Regions from separate parts of the Zea mays genome. Here regions 2 and 3 are each linked to region 1. Evidence: chromatin contacts called from public Hi-C data. All regions are on one chromosome and are shown on one strand. Each heading gives the region's core, a stretch centred on a gene start, on an enhancer-like site or on the middle of the called end of the contact. The rest is flanking DNA. Distances are from core to core; before and after follow the strand shown.

Region 1 (4,025 bases), core at 792-3,291:
ATCGTCTTTTGCTACTGAATAAGCATGAAATACTTCATTATGAGGAACATAATGGATGGATCCAAAACCAGAGTGCATGAAAAATTCAGTCACACATAAGGAGATATTTTGTTGTTTGAAGAGTTGGGTGAGATCAACCATTGGATAACTTGATTTTGAAGCAGACAAGGAATGGATCGCCTCCATTGCTAAACCAGCGTCCCTGCTGAAGCCCTGTTCACCTTAAAATTCAAAGGGGCAGGTTGTTATATTAACCAATATAATATCACATTCCAAGATACAAGAAGCAGCTTGACCAATAACTCTAAGAGCAAATTATAAAGCAACAATACAAGATGATTGGGGAAATTTGGGGGCGAATATCCTAATCAACTCTTTAACTTAAACTCAACCTAAACAAAATACCCTCCCGTAGGTCCTCTCATGCCTAGAACTGGGCGCTCAAGAATTAATGGTTTCATTTCCCACGCCAGTACATCACAGAATAAATCATGAGTTGGAGTATAACTGTATGAGATCAGCAGACAGTGCTAGTAGTTCAACACACCACTGCCAAAAAATATCAGAGGAATAGATTCACCAAAACATCCACTATAAATTTAAGACTCTACGTTCCAGTCTGATGTATTTGTTACTCATAAGCTAGATACCAGAAGAACAATCAAAACCATGATGCCTTTAAATATGTCTAAGTAATCTATTCAACACATTTCCTTCATTTGTGATACTAAGATCATGAAATCAGAGTCACAGCAGCCACTCAGTCATGATACCACTTGTCATGAGTGTTACTGCTAGCAAGATATACAACATAGGAACATCACATCTAAGGACCAAACAGTTCATCAAGACATTCAGAGGATGACATGCAATCGATCAATCACACATCATTCAGCACCAACAAACAGATCCAGCATACACCACCTAGCAGTCATCCATCACAGTACAAAGGATGCGATGTGGCGGTGATGGTGGTGTACCTGTTGGCGTGGAACAGCGTGGCTGGGCCGAGGTACTCCTCTGGGTTCCACCAGTAGGACGGGCAGGAGGTGGAGCAGCAGGCGCAGAGGATGCACTTGTACATGCCATCGAGCTTGGCCCGGTCGGCCTTGGTCTGCGGGATCTCCTTGCCCTGCTGCGGGGGCTGATCCTTGCACTTGAGCCATGGCTCGATGCTCCCCACCGTCGGGGCACCATCAGCTCCTACGGACTGCGGCGACGCGGTGGACGTGGATCCGAGGACGCTACGGCAGCGGACTTCATCTTGGCGTGGACCTCGAGGTCGACGTCGATGCAGAAGAGGATGTCCTCTCCGGGGAGGTGGGTCGACGGCAGCGAGTACGCCGAGTAGCGCGGTGCCGACGGCGGTGCGGGGTCCGACACCATCGGGCGGTCATCGGGAGCTCAGCAACGACCATGCTCGCGACACAGCTGCTCCTGATCCGGTGATGGGGTTCCTGGTTCCTGGACGACTCCTTCAACTGGGAATGGGGGCGGCTGGAAGTGAGCGAGGATGGAAGGGGAGCGTGGCATGGGGGCGACGATGGAAGGCAGGGCTGTGACCTTGCATACGACGGAATCAGGGCGCCGAAGCGAGATCTGCGGGCGTGGCTGGCGGGCGGAATCAGACGGGCGCGGCGCCTGGTGTGGGAGAGGGAAATAGGATTTTAGGGGCTGGAAATGCCGGCTGCCGCTGCCGCGCGCGGAGGGGGTGGAGGGCGTTGATGGCGGCTTCGATCACGGCTTCAGGGAGCGGAGCTAAGGGGAGGATGTCGGGGGCAGAACGTCCACCCTGTGCACGCCTACGCTGCATTCTTAAGAGATAGTAGAGATATACTTTATTTTATGCGTTACTTAAATATCTTATAATCGAATTAATAGTAAATCATAAAAAACGAGTATATGATATCTGTTAACACTATAATATATCGAAAAGATATAGAGAACAAAATTTTTAGAGTATATAGTAAAGGATAGAAAATATTTTTTTATTAGATGGAATTTAGAGAGAATTTGCTAGGGACATCAAACAGCTACATGTGAGTTGTGACTGTGAGAAGAGGAACCCCTCCGCCGCCCCCGAAAAAACATATAAAACAGAACCCTCGCATCCTGTAAATGGCGACACGCCTCGCCTCCATCTTCTCTGCCGTGCGCAGCCCCACCTCAGCCCCGCCCCACACTCTCCGCCGCGCTCTCCCAAGCTTCAGCTACCGGCGAGCGCATCCATCTCAGCCCCGCATGTCCTCCTCTTCAGCCGCCTCCTCCGCGCCGCCGGCCGCCGAGAAGCCTACAGTGGCGCCGTTCGGGTCCTGGAGGTCGCCCATCACTGCGGACGTCGTATCTGGCGCGGATAGGCGCCTCGGCGGTATCGCTCTCGCTGGAGATGGACGCCTTCTCTGGATCGAGGGCCGCCCCGAGGAGAAAGGGTAAATGAAATCCGCTCCCGAGGTTTAGTGGCCAAGGCGTTGACATTCGACGCGCTCGCGATAATGTTTCTGAAAGTTTTAGTGTTGCTGCTTGCTAGTTTTTAGTAACATATTTTGATTAAACCCAAGTTGCTTAAGTGGCCTTGCCCAACCTGATTAAGGTCCTGTTTGTTTTGTTTCAAGATTATATAATCCAACTTATGGATTATATAAGCACCTATTGACCTGCTCATGGATTGTCATAATCTAGGTATCATAATCTAGCTTAAATAATCTAGATTATGATACCTAGATTATGATAATCCATAAGCAGGTCATAATCTGGATTATATAATCCTGGAAGTAAACAAACAGGGCCTAAGCCTGGATCCAACGCTACCCATTGATGTGGCATTTGGACCTGAGTACCGACTGGTCGTTCTATTCCCATGCAAGGGTTGGGCCATACTCTTTAAACTTTGACTAGCCATATCTATGAAAGTGTCTAGAAAAAGTTCGATTTACGGAAAAACTAGATGGACTTATATTTTTTATCAGAGTAATTTGAGAATCAGAATTATATTACATTTTGTTTCTGCACTCTGCATGTCTGCACACTTGCATGCTAATTGCTAATCAACATGATGTCACAAGAATGTTGCTGTATAATGAACATATTGTCAGAATGTTAGTATCTGGCAATCATTGAATGTTTGTTGCTTCCATTGGTGCACATATCGATTACATCTGCTTTATAGTGCAATACATTCAACTGTCCCAAAATAGTTGACACTTAATTTATACCTAAATCATAGCTAAAGTGTCAACTATTTTGGGATGGAGGGAGTAGTTCTCAAATTTGTATCCATAGAAGCTTTAAGCTTGGAAATAGGGGCTAGAGGTAGACGATAATGGAACGAGCCCCTCCTAACTTATATTTGTAGATCCACCCCTGATCATATTGAACTAAATCTGTGTTTAGGCGTATGGTTATTGTAAAGGAGGAGGATAATCCTGTGGATGTCATACCTCAGGAATTTGCAGCACGCACACTGGCTCAAGAATATGGAGGTGGTGCATTTGCAGTCGACAAGAGTGTTGTTGTGTTCTCAAATTACAAGGATCAACGTCTATACAAGCAAACAATAGGAAGTAAGTACTAAGTAGGCTGCTATGGTCTTATTGTTGAGACTTGGTTAAAACTAACATTATATAATTGATGTTCATTAAAAACTTAGAAACTGTAAGTATATGGTGTTTACTTTCATTGTTTATTTTAAGTATTGTGGAAAATGTTGCAAACTTATATCCCACCACATAGTAGTCTATCTGTTTTTAGTGCCTGACACCTTTGACCAAATCATGTGCACTATGGTTTTCATGTTCTTTTGGGCAATGTGTATACCTTGTCAGCTGGTGGTCCACCTGTGCCTCTTACACCCGATTATGGTGCGCCAAATGTCAGTTATGCTGATGGTGTATTTGATCCTCACTTCGACCGTTATGTTACTGTGATGGAAGGTACTTGACCTATGATTTGGTTCTAATATATATAGTAACACAACGAACTTCTAACATGCTCATATATTTTAATAGATCGTCGAAAGGATAGCTTGA
Region 2 (4,025 bases), core at 410-2,909, 380 kb before region 1:
CAACCATATGGTGTGCTGATCAACTAAACACCACTAGAGCATATAACTTATGTTAAGAAACATACAAGCTCATTGTTACTGATCCTAGGAAAGAAAACACTATGATGATTAACATTATCAGATCAACCAAAGCAATGCATAGAAGAAGAAAAAACAAAATTGAGTTCAATGATGATCAAGGGTGCTCCCTTAATGATCCAAGGGTAGCAGAACAAGAAATGCTTCAATTTACTGAAAGACATGAAAAAGAGATGCTGAGCTTACCTAATTTTCGAGTTCTGTCGGCAAGAAATCCAAGATAACGGGTGACACGGCCCAATTTTGCATTAGAATACTCAAGGAGGTCGCTAGCTTCCTGTCTAAGCTCCAAGCAGTCCTCTCTAGCAAGCTACAAAAGGAGTTTAAAAATGTCAGTTGGCAATAACTGAGTTGATGGCAACAAAGGGAGACAAGGAGCATGAAGTGGATAAATAAACTATAATGGGCAATAACAAATCTGATTTGATGCAATACTATCATGCCAAAAAATGGTATAAAGATACTAAAAATGGATAAAAGGGTAGACCAGGCACTGAGGCGGGGCTATAACTCTTTGCACTCGTTCGTTCCCAGTGATCAGCAATATTACTTCTGACACTTGCAATAATTCAACAAGTAAAACATATTAAGGCCACACTACAACAGCATCATCTGTCCAACCACATGAAACTAAAGCACATGGGCCTGGCAAACACATCCCTTCACCTGAATTTGTGTCAATCTAACACATTCTAATTTTGGTGTTCCCGTCCAACAAATTTCAATTTTCCCAACATCTATCTGCAACAGAACCACCACAACCAAATAGATCGAGCAAAATGGTATCCAATCAAACCACCACAGCCACCAATAATCCTTACAATCTGTGTCACTGTGTCAATGAACTTTTGCTAACTCATAAACCTGTCAAGGGAGCTATACAAAGTCATCCCAATTTTCCCGCTCAACTTATGCAAAATATTTCATCAATGGCGGCATTCCAGCACCAACAATACCAGCTTGCGGCACACCTGAGGACAAATCGAGCTACAACCAGACAAAACAAAAGGCATCAACCGTTACCGAACCAGAACTCAAGAGGCGAGACGAGCACCTGGACGCTGTCCACGAGCTGGTCCAGCTGGTCGGCAACGGGCACTGCGCCGGCCGAGGCGCGGGGAGCCCCAGCGGAGGGGCGGGGCATCATGGCCGTCGGCGGAGCCCGCGGCATAGCGGTCGGTGCCGACGCTGCCTGCGTCGTCGCCGGCTGCGGCGGCTCGAACCCCGACACGTCCCAGGACCAGGTGCGGCGCGAGTCCGCCATTGGCGCCGCAGCGACCGGAAACCCTAGATCGCGACAGGAAAATGAACCGAGGTTTTGCAATGAGGAGATGCGGGAGGAGGAGGAGAAGGAGGTGGTGGTGGAGGTGGCGATGGCTGTGGCTGTGGACGGAGGAAGCCGCCCGGCGCCCGCCCCTATTCTATCTATCGCTTCGAGGGGGAGAGGGCGGAGGACAGGAGCCAGAAATTTTTCCGCTTTCGCATTTCAGTTTGTTGCTTCTCCTTGTTGCGTTGGACCGCCTCGGCTGTGGGGTCGTGGTGGAACCGTGGAAAGCTTTTTGGCATCGGTTTCTGTTCGTTTCCGGGTGTGGTTTGAAATCGAGGGGCCCACGGGTGGGGAACACAACTACATGCAATGCAAGAGGGAAGTCGTGAAGGGAGTAACTGCTGGGCGTACCCGCGTTTCACTAATAAATATAAACATGACGTTATTTAGGCAAGACTCAATAAAAAAGTTATAAAAGTTTTATAAATATTAAATAAACCTATATAGTATAATATTAATAAAGAGAAATAAGTAAAATTATAAAGTAAAATAAATTTTATAAAGATAAAACTTATCTACACCCGAATTTAAAGGCAAATTCAGATGCAACTCATATGTGTAACTTGATCAAGTCTCACACATATGATAACTCGGGTACACAGAAATTGATGTCACATCTTTAATATATAATAAAAGTTTCGTACAAAATAGCTAAATAAAATACATCATGTGACAACAATGATCCTACACAACCAAAGTTGACTAGGAGACAACGACCTAGTCCTCTCTGAACTCATCTTCGTAGCAATCTTCCTCCGGCGGTACCTGTTCTTGACCTGTTGTGATTATAACAAAGCTCTCATACGTTCATCGCTCAATAAGTGTGGGAAAAGTGTGGTGTAAGGCTTACCAAGGAGAATAGTTAATGTTAGGCATTTTCTTTTAACTTTGTTGGTCAAAATGTTATTAGCAGTTTACTAAGTATAAATGTATACCAACCAAATTAAATAATGGATCATAATGAATAATAAATCCCACAATGCAATGCATGACGGATTAAGTTTAATTCCATAATTTACTCATGTGACGGTCCGAGCCGCTCTTAACCGTGAGCACCACTAATGTATCAGTTTTACACTCTGCAGAGGTTGCACATCTTTACCCGCAAGACATGTTTCTCTTTTAGACTAGGTTAGCTGGACCCTTAGACACTTCCAATGTGAATAGCTAGAGATCCACTGTAATGTCTTTACAAAGTTCCACTAGCTTGAGAAAACATGCTACGGTTTCAGGCAAAATGGACCATAGGCCTTTTTTCACGGGCTTAACCCCATCGCAGTAATTACAGCCAGCATTATGCCCTATAGCGATTCACTCTCCGCTTGCCCCTTTCAGGTAAGGTAATCTATCACCAACTTTCCTAATTGATTGGCCAAGAGCATCATGTTCCACCCCTTGTGGTAGCACTGTAGTCTCGAGTGGTTGCTCCATGTTCCAATTAACCATTGTGATCTTAATATGCACAATAATAAATAATCCAACAATATATCATAATGAAACGTGACCATAATTCATAAGTATTATTAACCCAAAAACTAGGTAGAGCAATAGCAATACTATCCAATAGTTCATTTGTATGCAATATGCAGAGTAAATAAAACCAGGTAACCTATCAGGTTCCATCAATTTAATCTGACTGTGCCATGGTGATTAACAGAACCATAAATATTATCTTTTACTTGTGAATTCAAGTGCTTCTCAAAGTTGGGCTTCGGGTTCCTCGTAACCTCGCTTCTACTTGTAGTAATGTACACAAATAAGCAAACAATGGATACAAATAACATTACACTAAACATAAAAACAAACTAAATAATAATATTTTACGCGTCAAGACGAAATCGTAGATTCTAGAACCACTAAATTCAGAGTTAAAACAAAGAAGATATGAATTTTCTAAGATTTATTGAACTAATTATACACTTCAAATATTTATTGGAGTTATATATATATATATATATATATATATATATATATATATATATATATATATATATATATATATATATATATATATATATATATATATATATATATATATATATATACCATCTAACATTGGACGTCGGGTTCTATTTATCAAAAGCCTAAGGTTTAATTTGCAAAATTTAGGATTGTTCGGCAATGTTCTTTACACAGTGGTGGACCCAGGTTTAATTCAATCAAACCTAGGGTCTCAAAAAGTAAATAGGGTTAACCTTTTCTCAGTATTAATTTTGGTGGTTGAATACCCAACACAAACATTGGACTAACTAGTTTGTTCTATAGTATATGATCTACAGGTGCATAAAGGTTCAACACAAAACAATAAAAGATTGAAGATATGGTTCAAATACAAAGGAGCAAAGAAACCGAGTGTGCCCTGGTCTGGCGCACGGACTGTCCGGTGTGCCACCGGACAGTGTCCGGTGCACCAGGACCGTACAGGGCTAAACTGGCCACTCTCGGGTTTCTTCAGGCGCTCTCCACTATAATTCACCGGACTGTCCGGTGTGCCATCGGACTGTCCGGTGCACCAGCGGAGTAACGGCTATCCAGCGCAACGGTCGACTGCAGCAGCTCACTGCAACGCTACAGTGCGCGGTAGAGTCAGAGCGCACCGAACATTGAACAGTGCCTGTCC
Region 3 (4,025 bases), core at 445-2,944, 270 kb before region 1:
TTCTCACGGAGAGATTTGGATTTTTGCCATTACAGAGAATGGGCTTTACAAAATTGCCATCAGGCCCCCACAAGTCAGAGACTCGGTGTGGTACAGCTGTTAGTGTAGGTTCAGGTCAGCTCCTTAAGAGCAACTCCACCAAGCTTCTACTTGAGTCCGCATCTTATTTTGAGAGCTCAAACACATGAAAAAGCTCTTCAACCGATCCCCTATTCAAGCCCCGATGGATGAGGTCCTCTCAGCCTCTGATCCTTCTTATTCCTACTTTCTCTTTTTCCATAAAGCTGGCAAGTGGTCCAATAAGTAGAGTCTAAGACAGTACAACGTAAAGTAGTGAAAATTTTAGGGTCTTTTGGTTGGGCTTTTGAGCCTGCTTTTGCTTTTGCAAAAAAAAAAAAAAAAAAAAAAAAAAAAAAAAAAACCAACCAAAGGGTTGAAAAGCCACAACTATTTTGGGCAAAAGCTGCTTTTGCCCTAGTACAAAACTGAAAACAGCTCACCCCTGCTTTGAAGATGGACAACTTCTAAAAGTTATCCACCTATCACTAGTTATGAAAATATTGATTTGTTTTTTTTTCTTGTTTTCCATATCCAACCTCTTCACATCCATGATCCTGTGACTCTTTTCTCATCTCATGCCTCCGGCGGGTGGCGATGCTCCTTCCTCTCCCGTGCTCGGCTCCGAAGACCGTTCCTTCTCTAGCCTCCCCGCAGCGAGGTCACCACCTCGAGCATAGCCTTGGCCTGGCCACCGCGGGCGAGCATGACCTCGACCGCTATACAGGCGAGCGTGGATCCGCCGTCGCGAGGGAGCACAACCTCAACCGGGGATCCACCCAGAGGCCAGAGGAAGAAGATGAGGCTTACGTATGGGGTTTTGTCACTAAGAGAAGCTGACAATATTTTTTCCAAAAACCAAAGCTGTTGAACCAAATTGCTTTCAGCTTTCGCACAACATTGAAACTTAGGGGATTGTGTTTGCGTTGAGAAGTATGAGATGAAATATGGGTGAGGGACTCTCATTTGAAAAATAGAGGGGCACATTTGAGTGCTTCGTTGGAATTGCTCTTACCTCCTATTGTCTGCCTGTACAGACGCTGGTCAGTGTAATTAGAGAACACAACGGTGTCCCCTTGCACGGCGAATGCCCCACCACCGTACTCCTGCGCCAGGGACCGCACCGCGAAACCCTGCGGCGTCACATCAAGAGCCTTACCGCCTGGTCCTGCCGCTTCCTTCACGAGGACCGCGCGCCTGAAGACGAAAAAACACAGCTAGAGATAAAAACATCTTGCGCAACGCTGGGTTCTAAAATTTGTGAGTGGCAGCAGTGGAAACGGGAACTAGATCGTTAGGCGTACCCTCCATCCTCGGGGCGCGTCTCCACCCAGACGAGCCGGCCGTCGCCAGCGATTGCAAACCCCTCGGCGGTCCTCCCGGCGGCGGAGACGACAGCGGCGCTGATCGGCGACTCCCAGGAACCGTACGGCGCGGTCGACTTACCGGTGGCGCCCGATGCGATGCGGGGGTGCATTGCCGCCGTCAGGTCGCAATCGAGCGGCGGCGGGTCGGGGCAGTGGATGTGAGAGAGAGGCCCGGGCACGACGGGACGGGGACGAAGTCAGTGTGTTGACTGAATGCCTCAACGAGCTGACTCTAGCGCCTAGCGGCTTCCAGCCTTCCACAGTTCCACGTGCAGAAGCGTAAGCGGCGTCCGCATTAGGGCATGTACAACCTAGACACTGCTGCACGGTCCTCTAAGTACAAGACACAGCTAAAACACGACATAATACAATGGTCATGTCTAAAACATGTGTCTTACCATATTCATTGTACCAATCAGAGCATTCAATAAATTAAAGTGACCAATCAGCTAGTCTCCTGTCTCGAACATAGAGCTAAGACACTGTGTCTTCGTCAAGATACATGTCTTGAGTTTTTTTACATTCACCCCCCTAGACACACTCTAAGACACAACTTAAGATACCCATTGTACATGCCCTTAGAGATGGCAACGGTTATCTGAAACTCGATGGTTCGTTAGTGTTATGAGTTTAGGTTAATTTTCGTATTTGTATATTTGTTAATATTAGTAAATCTATATCCGATGGATTTATGGGTACGGATTTGTTCCTATAATATTTAAACTCGTGAATCCATGAGTTTTCAAACCCGACCAAACCTAGTGCATATTGTTATTTTATTTTATAAACGAAAAAAACTTGTTATCTCCCTATTTACTTCCTAATTTTTATCAAATAGTGAATATATAAGTAGTCGGCGAGAGTGTTGCTGGTTTGCTATTATAGTTTTTACTAACGTTATATATGTAGTGGATAGATAACTTAGTGCATGGTTACTTAATTATACAACTTATTATTTATATTTCATTCTCTCTACTATTAATTTTTATACCAAATCATAAACTCGTTGTTCATCACATAAATTCTGGACCATGTTCTCATTAATCATTACGATACTTATTGATTATGAGAATAACAAGCATATTGGAGATGAAACACGCGGGGTAACCCGTGGGTACCCGCTAACCCGATGGGTACGGGTTTGGGCAAAATTTTAAACTCGTCGTGGGTACTGGTTTTTTAATGGATATAGATTTTTTTTCACGGGTATGGGTTTGGGATGGCAAAATCCAGCGGGTTTTGTACCCGTTGCCATCTCTAGTCCGGATGCATAGCCTAGGAGCAACTCAGAAAACACCTAAACTAACCTGAAATCTATACTACTGCTATTAAAATCTTGTCACAACCAGTACTGAGGTGAGTGCTATGTAGATATGGCAGAGATTAGGGTTAAACTGGGCCTAACTACAGCCTAATCTTTGCTTGTAATCTGGTTCATATATTAGCCTATAAATACTTATAATTGTTGTACCAGAAGGGATTAAGAAATCATTTGAAAGAAAATAGACACCATACCGGTTCACCTTGTTCGCCATCGGTGGCTTATGTGAGGGAAGCGTCGTATCTGTGATTGTCATGAACTCACGTCTAGGGTTTCGCGACGCCAAGGCCACGAGTCGTGACAATTTAGTATCAAAGCCATTGATCTCGGTGCTATTAAGACGGCGCCAGTCGTGAAACCGTCTGCTCAGACTCGTTTCGTGATGGAAGCAATGACGTCTGCATAATAGAAAGGAGAATAGAAGTGGGAGCAGATGATGGACCGAGTGGTGAGGAAGTTGGAGACGGTGGAGTCTGGGCATCATCGCTTGGAAGGACAGGCGGAAGTCTCCGCCATGGTAGCGAAGAATGCAGAAGAAGAACGTACCATTCTGGCCAGGCAAATGGAAGAGACGAGCAAGGTGGTGGCGTGTCAATGTTTGGAGGTGATGGCCAGAGAACTGGAAGGTAATGGGTCTGGTTCATCATGAGAGGTGAATGATCAAGGGGATTAAAACCGGGGAAGAGGAGAGATGAACCAGAATCAGATCAGAGAGGAAAATGACCAAGGTGTAGGGGGCGAGGACAACCATCTCTGCCAAGTATTCGTTTCCCAGGTTTCAGGGGAAGGAGCCTGGAATTTGTTGGCAAAGTGCCATCTACCAAGTTCCCAAGGCGTTGTGGGCGATTTCCGCATCCATGCACATGGAAGGAAACAATGCTAGGTGGTTGCAAGTGTACAAGATGAAGCAAGGCTTTGGAAACTGGATGCAATTTGGTAGGGCTGTCCGGGACAAATTTGGAGTAGAAGAGTATCCATAAGCGATGAGGCATCTCTTGAACTTGCGACAAAAGAGTGGGGTAGAGGAGTATGCTCAAGAGCTTGAGGAAACAAGGTATGCCACAACAGTGCACAATCCTCAGATGCATGAAATATGCGCGAGTTACTGTGCAACCTATGTACTGCGGACGCACCGCATGCCACTGCGGTGGGCAGGTATATGTCTCGTCCGCAGTCAATGCAAAGACGCTTTACACTTAGAGACCAACGTCAGACTTTCCCCGATGGCTTACGACCACAACAGGAATCCTAATGATTCCCGTCGGCCAGGATAATTCCCG

The links. A called contact is a pair of places that touch in the nucleus more often than the background predicts.
Region 2: a Hi-C map of tassel shows a contact between it and region 1, with 3 times the contacts expected there. The contact joins the promoter of LOC100384406 here to the promoter of LOC100286291 in region 1. A contact is called at or near these places in 3 of 25 Hi-C or Micro-C datasets (endosperm, leaf and tassel).
Region 3: a Hi-C map of leaf shows a contact between it and region 1, with 5 times the contacts expected there. The contact joins the promoter of LOC103637875 here to the promoter of LOC100286291 in region 1. A contact is called at or near these places in 2 of 25 Hi-C or Micro-C datasets (both in leaf).

What each region holds. Positions count from the first base shown.
Region 1 is chr9:8,836,654-8,840,678 of Zm-B73-REFERENCE-NAM-5.0, forward strand. LOC100286291 reads left to right here and starts at 2,042. Exons shown (of 18, transcript NR_182260.1): 1 at 2,042-2,429; 2 at 3,391-3,560; 3 at 3,822-3,929; 4 at 4,005-4,025. It also overlaps the pseudogene LOC100272230.
Region 2 is chr9:8,458,484-8,462,508 of Zm-B73-REFERENCE-NAM-5.0, forward strand. It overlaps LOC100384406, which reads right to left and starts at 1,660. Exons shown (of 23, transcript NM_001362358.1): 1 at 1,133-1,660; 2 at 265-388. The coding sequence starts at 1,342.
Region 3 is chr9:8,566,361-8,570,385 of Zm-B73-REFERENCE-NAM-5.0, forward strand. It overlaps LOC103637875, which reads right to left and starts at 1,695. Exons shown (of 18, transcript XM_020544287.2): 1 at 1,362-1,695; 2 at 1,073-1,254. The coding sequence starts at 1,534.